Regions from separate parts of the Mus musculus genome. Here all the other regions are linked to region 2. A link is a contact called in public Hi-C and HiChIP or PLAC-seq data. All regions are on one chromosome and are shown on one strand. The core of a region is the stretch at or near the end of the contact, and the rest is flanking DNA. Distances in the headings are between cores, read along the strand shown.

Region 1 (3,392 bases), core at 627-3,126, 440 kb after region 2:
GCATTTTCCCTTTGCACATGGCCTCACCAATCACATAACCAGTCCTGGCGACTTGGATTATAATGCATGGCTCAGGAAATAAGGTTTTTCAAATGACAAAGCCGCAAGCCTTCTCCACACTCTCTGTTTTCACAGGCTAGCTTGATGTACAGGTGGCTGATGAAGTTGTTTAGAGCCTGGGGTGTGTGAGAATTCATAACAATAACATGCACCCTTGCACGAACTCATCAGCTTTTCAGATCTGAGTTTAATGGCTTCGGGAGGGAGGCAGACCCAGCCAGTGCTGACTAGGTAGGTCCTCTCAAACAGCCTAGGGCAAGCTTTTGTGAGGAGTGTTCTCCAACAGAGTACCTCAGACATGACTTATCAGCACTCGGGACATCTTTATGTGAGAAAAAGCCTCATTCTCTCTTCTCTTGAGCTTGGTCAAAAGCGACCTATATTATGCCACAGCAGGCAAAAGGGCTTAAAAGTGTTTCAGGAAAGCTATAAAATTGGTCTTTATGGAGGTAGTTACTTTTTTGCCTCCCAGGAGATGGTCATTTATAAAAAGAAGACTGGCTGAAATTCATACATCTATGTAAAAGCCCAGTGGGCAGGGCAGGATAATCTATTCACAACACACAGCAATGCCTTTGCTATTACATGGCCAACAAAAGAAGCTCAAATGGTGACTTAATGTCCTGGCCCGAAAAGGCTATTAATAGAGCAAGAATCATTCTTGCAAATACTGTAGTATGCAGCCTTCCTTAGAATTCTCCAAGAGGATTCCATATGTTGTGAGTTCTTGTGGACAGAATTTCACCAAAACATCTCTAAATGTTTACCTCTGAAAACAGACACTAATAACATCAATGGATGCCATGGACTTACGGAACAATAATGTGCAGGCTGAAGAAATCTACCTGTGGGTAATGTTGCTGTTAGTGCTGCCACAGTCACTTGGTCATTCACCAAATAATATGCTAAGATAATATGCTAATATAAGCCATATTTTAATATGGCTACTAGAATGGACAGATGGCAGTTGTGAATAACGGGCGTTTTATTGGCGCTGTATTGTGGAATGTCATGTGACATTCCACAATACAGCGCCAACATGACTGTTGGTAAGCTGGAGAGTTATTGAACAGAGCCACAGCTGAGCAGCAGTCCCCCACACCTTGAACATATTATCAGATTTTCTAGACAGTCATTTCATAAACACATTCAGTTGGAGGAGAGAGGATTTAGCATAGGTCCTTCGACTCCTATGTCATTATATAGCATACTCATATACACAAGAGGAACATGGTGTAAGGGATACGCGTCACTTCTAGGCCCAAGGACATGCTTTTCCTATGTTTTGGAAACAATAATCTCTGAAAAATGCTAAAACAGCAATAACAGCAGCAATAATAGTAATTAAAAAAAAAAAACACCCAGCCTCAATCAATCTCAACATGTTACACTTCCGCCATCTGGTGGTGATGCTTCATAATACATGTAGCACACAGGGGAAAGGGGATAAAGGACAGGATGGCTTGTTTCTGCTTTGCAGGTGACAATTCTGAGGCACACAGGGATATGGGGAGCCTACTAGAGTAGTGTATTTGTCACTGAAGTAGCTGGAAAGGAAGCCATGCTCCTTGCAGTCACAGTCACAAGGAGAGGGGTCAGTTGTCCTAGCAAACCTTCCCACTCTGTTAAAAGTTCAGGTCAGTGGTCATTTCTAATTCCGGTGCAGTGCTGACACTTGTAAATTCATTAACAAATTCAAAGCAATGTATGATTTCTTGGTAAGTGGACTTTGAGTTTAGATAGCTGTAGAGCAGAGATTCCAACGGCATTTATCAAAACGAGCAGCAAGTGATGAGTCATGCTAAAAATTGTGTAATTTCCTTCCTTCATGAGTCAATGATCCCGTTAATAAGTGTGGGCTAAAGTCCCATCTGATGCTTTCCTTCGGTGATCTTTGTGGGTGAATACTAAATAGGTACTTTTTCAGCACTGACTTTGATGTCCTGATGCATACAATGCCTGCTGCTGTTCACTGAATCATGTGAACTCCTTGGATGTGAGCTCCTTGGTGGAACTGGTCATTTACAGGGATTTGTCATAAGACGGCCCCACCTGGGGTGTGGAGAATATGTTTTCCCTTTCAATACATGTCAGTGCCCAAGGCTGACTTATCCTATGGCTTCGACTATCTATAGCTTTTAGCATACTGGCACTCCCGTTGCTGCAGGAACCATTCTCTCTTGCTTTGCTTTTTTTTTTTCTTCTCAGCTCACATCTCTTCAATTTTCTAAGAACCTTATCTGAACTCTTCATTTCTACCAGAATCTGAAAGTGCCACATTCAACTTTCCAGCAAGATTCACATAAAAGAAATGCAACCAACTTGTCGTATGCCAATCCCTGTGGACTGTGCTTATCAAAAAAAGGCTTGGAGTCAATGCTGCAGCCACTCATCCCATGTGAACATATTGATGCATTTCTGCATTGATAAGCCCAGATGCTTATCAACTCCATCCCCATCATTGTAGATGAGTAATATCCACAAACATAATAAGCAGGGATGTCTTTCTCCCCAGATAGTAATGGGCTAAATAATCAGGGAGATAGTACAAGGGACTACTAGACTCCAGTTCTGTGAGATAAGATAACATGGAGAAAATACAGTCTAATCTAGGATGGTAGACCACATATAACCACAGAATTGACATATCCATTTCACAGGCCTTTTCCCAGGATACTCTTCAATTAGCCTGAAGCATAGTGAATGCTTTCTTTACATTATAAGCTGCTGGCAAAGTTAGGGGTGAAGAGTGTGAGGAAGGAACAAGTGGGCAAGAAAGACAACTCCTGTCAGTCAGGAAATATGGGGCTTGTAGGTAGAAGTTACCATCACCAAGATGAACCTGTGATGATTTTAAAAATTCCAACTTGAAATGTTGAAAACAAGATCTAAGAAGCATTTCATGCCTGAGTTTGAAATTGCTTACAAAGAGAACACATTTCAGTATCTGCCCCCTCCCCCGCCCCCAGTACTTATGTTTACCCTGAAAGTGTGAAAGTCTCCATCACCTAGTTCTCACAAAAGGAGATAGCATGATGGTTGTCACCACAGGCTAGACATGCTTCTAGCTGTTTTATGGACAGTATGTAATTCCTCACCTAATGATCATCAAAGCTAGTTGGATCACTTCAGGAGCAGGATATCACCTACATAGCTCATCTATCAATGGCAGGTGGTCTCTTCCTCCTTCTCTGTTCCTTCCTAGTTTGCCATGAAGATATAAATCTTACATATATTCCGCACTCAATGATTATATTTTATAAAATAAAATACTAAGGTAACTTTTTGTCTTAACTTTTATTCACATTTAGAAAGAAGGCTCCTTTTTTCCC
Region 2 (3,131 bases), core at 353-2,852:
AATAGTTATACTTGTACTTTAAAAATATTTCTCACTCTTTTTCTCTAAGGCCTCAGATCTATTCTACTCACACAGTAAGCCCACGTGTTGATATTAACAATATTTGTACTAGTTAACTTCTGAAACTGACCCCAGTGATCCACAATACCTTTGATATTCACACCTAATAAAGACTGAAGCTTTGTCACAAAGAGATTGTAGAAGAAGCCATACAGGACTCTCAAAGTTGTTGATGGTTTTACATCTCCCTCTGCTCTCAGCTCCCAGCTTCTTTAAACTCCAAGAGAAGCTTCCATATATTGTGAGGAACCACTTGGTAAAGGTTATGTGGAAAGAAACTGCGGCACTAGAGGGCCCCACCCTGCCAGTGGATACTGTCAGTGCCCATCACCCCAGTCCTAATGTGACTGCACTTCTACAACAGCCTTAAGTGAAGACTAACCACTTCCTGAACCCCTAAGCCCAGAACTTGTCAGCACATCAAATTATTATCAAGTTTTGAGGTAATTTATTCTGTAGACACAGTAACTAGATTAATATTTTTGAGTTGAATTCTTGCTTAGAAGAGATTTTGTTTGCTTCATTAGATCTGGTTTAGTTTTAATTTTAGTTTTAGGTGTCTCATGTAACCTAGGCTTGTCCTAACTTTGCTATGTAGGTGAAGCTAGCCTTGAACTCTTGATCCACCTGCCTCAGGCTTCCAAGTGCTGGAATTACAAAAAGGAACACTATATTGCCTAAAAGTTTTGGAAATCAGCAGTGGTTTTAAGATCAAGCCTAGGCTTTCTCTTCTAACAAGATTCCATGCAGTTTCTCTCCTTAGAACTATTCCTGGGTTCCATGGTTTTAGCTCCTCACTGGATTTGCTACTGGTTAACACTGGAAGGCTACAAAGCAGATATATATATCTGCTCTCTCTCTCTCTCTCTCTCTCTCTCTCTTCCTCTCTCTCTCTCTCTCTCTATATATATATATATATAGAGAGAGAGAGACTATGGTCAGCCGTGTCCTTTAGGTTTGAAGTCTAGGTCTGATGAATGCACCTATAAAGGGTTAAACAATGAATGATAAATATATGAACCAATGGACAAACCTATTAAGTCCTGTGACATGTTTTCATGTGTTAAGCTTACTCTTGGATGCCTTTTGATTATGTTCAGAGCCTTTTACCATACTTCAAATACATATAATTTTTCCCAATTCACCCAATTATTAGGGAAGGGGATCAATCTTACAGACAAAAGGAATTTTATTAACTGTCTTTTTAAAAGATTTTACCATGTTTCTGACATGATGTTCTTGTTAACGATATAATCAACCTTGGGTTTGTATAAAGAAAACCTACACACTGCCCATTAACTATGAACTCCAACTCCCCCAGGAGATGTAAGCCCAGCATTCAGAGAGCTTCCTTCTTGTGAGGAAGGTTACAGTAAGCAAGAAAGAAGGAAATTACTCAAGAGAAATAAGGCCTGTAAAGAGTCATAAAATAAGGTAACATGTTAAACTTGCTGCATGGGTCATTTAGATGACAGCTAGGACGAGGTCTAAAACACAGGAGGAAAATGAAACGTGTATTCCAAGCAGAGAGGAAGCACAAGGCACAAAAGTCACAAGACTTGTGGCAAAAGGAAGGCCTATGAGAGAAGAGTATCTGACGGTGAATCATCAGGATGGGGTCAGCAACTGATGAGATCAGTCAGGCATTCCTACAGTAAATACAAAATGAAACCTTTTCCCTAAGAGCACTCATTATACAGTGAGGATTTTATTTTTTTTTATTGGTTACTTAATTATTTACGTTTCAAATGTTATCCCTCTTCCTGGTTTCCTCTTTGCAAACCCCCTATCTAATCTCCCCCCCCCCCCCGCTTCTATGAGGATGCTCCCCCCCACCTACTCCAGCCTCACTAAACTAGCATTCCCCCACACTGAAGCATCGAGCCTCCACAGGACCAAGGGTCTCCCTTCCCATTGATTCTAGATAAGGCCATCCTCTGCTACATATGCAGCTGGAGCCATGGGCACTCTTTGGTTGGTGGTTTAGTCCCTTGGAGCTCTGGTGCCAGGAAAGTAAGAGGCTCCCAGGACCCAATAGGGATGGCATTGCCTGAAATACCCAATAAAGGGGAGATAGAACCTGCAGAGACCATATCCAGAGGTTAGGTTTCTGACATGATGTTCTTGTTAACCTGGTCGAGGAGTGTGGCCATCCACTCATCTCAAAAATATTAACACAGAATTTTTCCTACCTAAAGGAAATACAGGGACAAAGAGTGAAGCAGAGACTGAAGGAAAGACTGCCCCACCTAGGGATCCATCCCATCTGCAGACACCAAATCCAGACACTATAGCTAATGTCAAGCAAGAAACACTTGCTGACAGGAGCCTGGTATGGCTGTCCCCTGAGAGGCTCTGCCAGAGCCTGATCAATACCGACGTGGATGCTTGCAGCCAAACATCAGACTGAGCATGGGGTCCCCAAAGGAGGAGTTATGGGAAGGACTAAAGGAGCTCAAGGGGTTTGCAACCCCATAGGAAGAAGTACAATGAGGATTTTAAACCAGTTATTAGACATATTTATAAACTGCCTTCCGGGTGCCCTGTATCTAGGAACCAGGGTCTTAGATGAGGGCATAAGTGCAAGCAAGAGATTGTTTTACATCTAGGATAGAGTACAGGGAGGAGGGTGGTGGCAATAAAGAGCAGAAGAAGCCAATACATACAAAGCATGCTTTGTAGGAAGACCCTTGGGGACTGGACGGATTACATGTGGAAGGAAGGCTTCCTGCCAAACCTCAGTTTGGCACCATCCTGGCTTGGACTGCATTATATATACAGTCATTCAAATAGCTGTTGCCCATTCTCTTCATACTTTGTAAAACAATAAAAAATTGGAAATGTCCAAACGTTAGCATTAACGATCAAGTACAGGTTTCACAAACATGAGATTTCAACTTTAGAATGGCTGTTCCGTTAGGAATGCTTGAAGCAATAAATTCAAACTTTAAGTGGTTCCTCAATGAAATCTAAAGTAGTTAACAGTATATTCAGTGTTTTTAGGGTAAGAAAAATTAAAGATTGGTCATTAACTATATAAATCTATTGTTGGAGCTTGTTTTTAAAAGAAA
Region 3 (2,988 bases), core at 247-2,746, 340 kb after region 2:
GAGAGCATGTGTGTGCATGTCTGTGTATGTTTGTGTGTGAGAGCATGTGTGTGATGTCTGTGTATGTTTGTGTGTGAGAGCATGTGTGTGCATGTCTGTGTATGTTTGTGTGTGAGAGCATGTGTGTGATGTCTGTGTATGTTTGTGTGTGAGAGCATGTGTGTGCATGTCTGTGTATGTTTGTGTGTGAGAGCATGTGTGTGCATGTCTGTGTATGTTTGTGTGTGAGAGCATGTGTGTGTAAGTGTCTGTGTATGTTTGTGTGTGAGAGCATGTGTGTGTAAGTGTCTGTGTATGTTTGTGTGTGAGAGCATGTGTGTGTAAGTGTCTGTGTATGTTTGTGTGTGAGAGCATGTGTGTGTAAGTGTCTGTGTATGTTTGTGTGTGAGAGCATGTGTGTGTAAGTGTCTGTGTAGGTCAGAAGAGGGGGTTGGGTCTCCTGGAGCTGCAGCTGCAGGTGGTTGTAAACCTCCCTATCTATGTAGGTGCTGGGACCTGAGTTCCAGGATGCCAGAGGAACACTAAGTGCTCCTCACCACTTCTCTATTTTTTCACTTTCATTGACATTTTCTCTCGCCACGTTTGAAAATAGTCTAATCATAAAGAGGTGTCTAATTAGATACAGCATGGCATATTTATATCACCTCATATAAAAATATACACAATATAAAATTTTTATATCATGAAGTACACTGAAAAGTAAATAAAATAAAATAAAAATAAAAGTGACACCAGTAAAGAGTAGAAAATAAGACTTGTGATGGGTGAGAATTAGGGCTGGTTTTTTTTTTTTTTTTCTTTTTCTTTTCTTCTAATTTCAGGGAAAGAACCCAGCGCTGACTACTGTATCCCTGAGCTAAATTCTCCAACTCCCAAACTTTGTAAACATTTACCCGGTGTAAGACACATTGCTAATGATTTTGTAAACATTATCTTATTTTAAAATCCTGTTTCCGTAGTTAGGGTATATTGTCTTATTTCAGATAAGGAAAGAATATTTTAAACAGCAATTTTAATCTTCTGTAGAGGGAAAAGAGTTGGGATTGAAGACCAACTCTCTTTAAAACCTACCAGTTCTTACTGATTTTCTGAAACGGCATCAGATTGTAGCCTCTAGGAAGAATCTATTCCAAATCTTTGAGTTCATTGTGTTGGTTCTGATTATGTGCTGCTGCTGGTATGAAATGACACACAGGTAGCTTTTAAAATAAGCCTGAGTAGGGGGAAAGGGCCAGTTGAAAAAGAAATTTAGAACAAGAGCTAGCAGGAGTAGGGAAATGTGGCTACTGGTCGTATGTTAGGCGTATGTGAGACTGAATTCTGTTAGTGAGACTTGCCTACTTAGGGGTGGGTTGCAGTTCCTGCGTCACTCAGAGCTTCAGATACATCTTTGAAGTTAACCTAGAAATTATACTCGAGGGCACAGAATGCTGTGTAACTCCAGGGTGATTCAAGGGTGAGAAAACAGCAAGACAGACCCAAGGCATGCTCGTATTTACATAGTGAGTCACTGAAAATGGGAAATGACTTGTCAGAATTAAGAGAAACACGAAGAATGTATGTTGTCTTAGAATCTCAGGCAAGAAGAGCAAATTTAGGAAGTGCTGATGTAGAAGCACCAAATACTGCAGAAAAGTCAATGATGACTGTCACTCTGGAGTATTGTCAGACCTGGATAATAAAGCCAGGTAATTAGGGATTGGGGTGGCGATCTTAAAGATACTATGTATGCTATTAAAGCTAAGTATATACAACTGGACATTCATGCTATTAAGATAAGCTTGACTAGATAAATGAGTTCTTTGAGCCAAGTTATAATACTTAATTTGCCTAATAAGACAAATATTTTCATGACTACAATGTATTAATCGATATGAACATGAGTGTTCTCAAATACTATTAAGTTTTGTCCATTATGATAGGAAGATACAATCACAAAATTATAGACCATTAGAAATAGTTATTTTCTGTTAGCAATTAACTTATTGGGCTCTTGTTCTCTCTATATACCCAGTTTTGGTATATGTAAACTTATATATTTAGTTGTATTTCAGTGGGGAGGGAACTAAGGATGGAACCCTCTATTTAGGCACACAGAGTCCCACTGTACTGTACTCTAAAACATGTATCTTCTCTGATATTGAAAAAGTAGAAACAATAGCATCTGAGCCCCAGCATGAAGTCCCTTTGTGAATGTTGTTCTTTCTCCTACTTGTTCGGCACACTTTTTCCTGCTTTAGTCTTCTTATGCTAATCACAGACATCCTTCCTTGCACCTGTAATTCCTCAGATGGCCTCTGTCTAATAAGCATGCACGGGCAGCTTTGATGATCACTTAGTGACAAATTGCTGAAGCTCCCAGGCTTCATTTCCAGCCTGGTCTTTGATTTACGTGATCCTTCCACGGCTGCCCACCTCCCAGAGAGACTTTTACAAGCTTGGGCTGTAGGAGTCCCATATATCTGATGTTATCTCCCACTTCTGGTCACATGGGCTCAGGAAACCAAACTTCTCATGGTGTCCTTCACTTCGACGTTCCCTCTGAATGACCTGGTGTCAGACACTAAAGCAGAGCTCCAGTTTTGAAATGTTTCCAAAAGCCCCAGATGATCTTGTAAGAGATTCAGGTTTAAGGACATGGGCTGGAGGATGCTGGAGTCAGCTGAATAACAATCAGGCTCTGGTGGCTTACCCATGAGCCACAGCCCTCCTAGGCATTCACCTGGGGTTTCATTGAGAAGGTCGTCAAGAGTATTGATCATTGTGACAGGTAGTGATCACCAGTTCTAGCACCTACTTTTTAGATCAGGACAACAGAGTCTAGCTTAACTTGGAGACTCATGTGGAAAATCAAATCAAACGTCACACTCTTATTTTTATGACACACTCCATCTTAAATAGAAAATACAAATATCATGTAAAAAAAATAGGACTTATTTCACTGTGAATTAAATGCTAATCAACTTCCGTAAACTCTTAGGGCCCTTG

What was found. Hi-C and Micro-C count contacts between places; a contact is called where the count stands out from the background. HiChIP or PLAC-seq counts read pairs in DNA pulled down with a chosen protein or histone mark.
Region 1: an H3K4me3 HiChIP or PLAC-seq map of bone marrow-derived macrophages shows a contact between it and region 2, with 4 times the contacts expected there. The contact joins two enhancer-like sites. A contact is called at or near these places in 2 of 484 Hi-C or Micro-C datasets (bone marrow-derived macrophages and epidermal suprabasal cells) and 1 of 115 datasets of contacts at active chromatin or transcription factors (bone marrow-derived macrophages).
Region 3: a contact with region 2 is called in a Hi-C map of the HPC-7 cell line, with 3 times the contacts expected there. The contact joins two enhancer-like sites. A contact is called at or near these places in 1 of 39 promoter capture datasets (the 3T3-L1 cell line), 14 of 484 Hi-C or Micro-C datasets (the 3T3-L1 cell line, the C2C12 cell line, the HPC-7 cell line and 9 more) and 3 of 115 datasets of contacts at active chromatin or transcription factors (acute myeloid leukemia, bone marrow-derived dendritic cells and bone marrow-derived macrophages).

The regions. Positions count from the first base shown.
Region 1 is chr10:26,994,280-26,997,671 of GRCm38.p6, forward strand. All of the region lies in intron 58 of Lama2 (laminin, alpha 2), which reads right to left. Among named protein-coding and RNA genes, the nearest start is that of Gm40618, 14 kb to the left of the region's middle. Within about 2 kb of position 1,877, at least 78 of the 459 cell types and tissues checked have an H3K27ac peak or open chromatin away from gene starts, as enhancers often do. A contact at or near this core is called in bone marrow-derived macrophages, where this site is marked.
Region 2 is chr10:26,557,904-26,561,034 of GRCm38.p6, forward strand. No RefSeq gene overlaps it. Among named protein-coding and RNA genes, the nearest start is that of Gm30034, 120 kb to the left of the region's middle. Within about 2 kb of position 1,603, at least 38 of the 459 cell types and tissues checked have an H3K27ac peak or open chromatin away from gene starts, as enhancers often do. A contact at or near this core is called in the C2C12 cell line, the HPC-7 cell line and bone marrow-derived macrophages, where this site is marked.
Region 3 is chr10:26,894,450-26,897,437 of GRCm38.p6, forward strand. All of the region lies in intron 12 of Arhgap18 (Rho GTPase activating protein 18), which reads left to right. Among named protein-coding and RNA genes, the nearest start is that of Gm30534, 70 kb to the right of the region's middle. Within about 2 kb of position 1,497, at least 33 of the 459 cell types and tissues checked have an H3K27ac peak or open chromatin away from gene starts, as enhancers often do. A contact at or near this core is called in the C2C12 cell line, the HPC-7 cell line and bone marrow-derived macrophages, where this site is marked.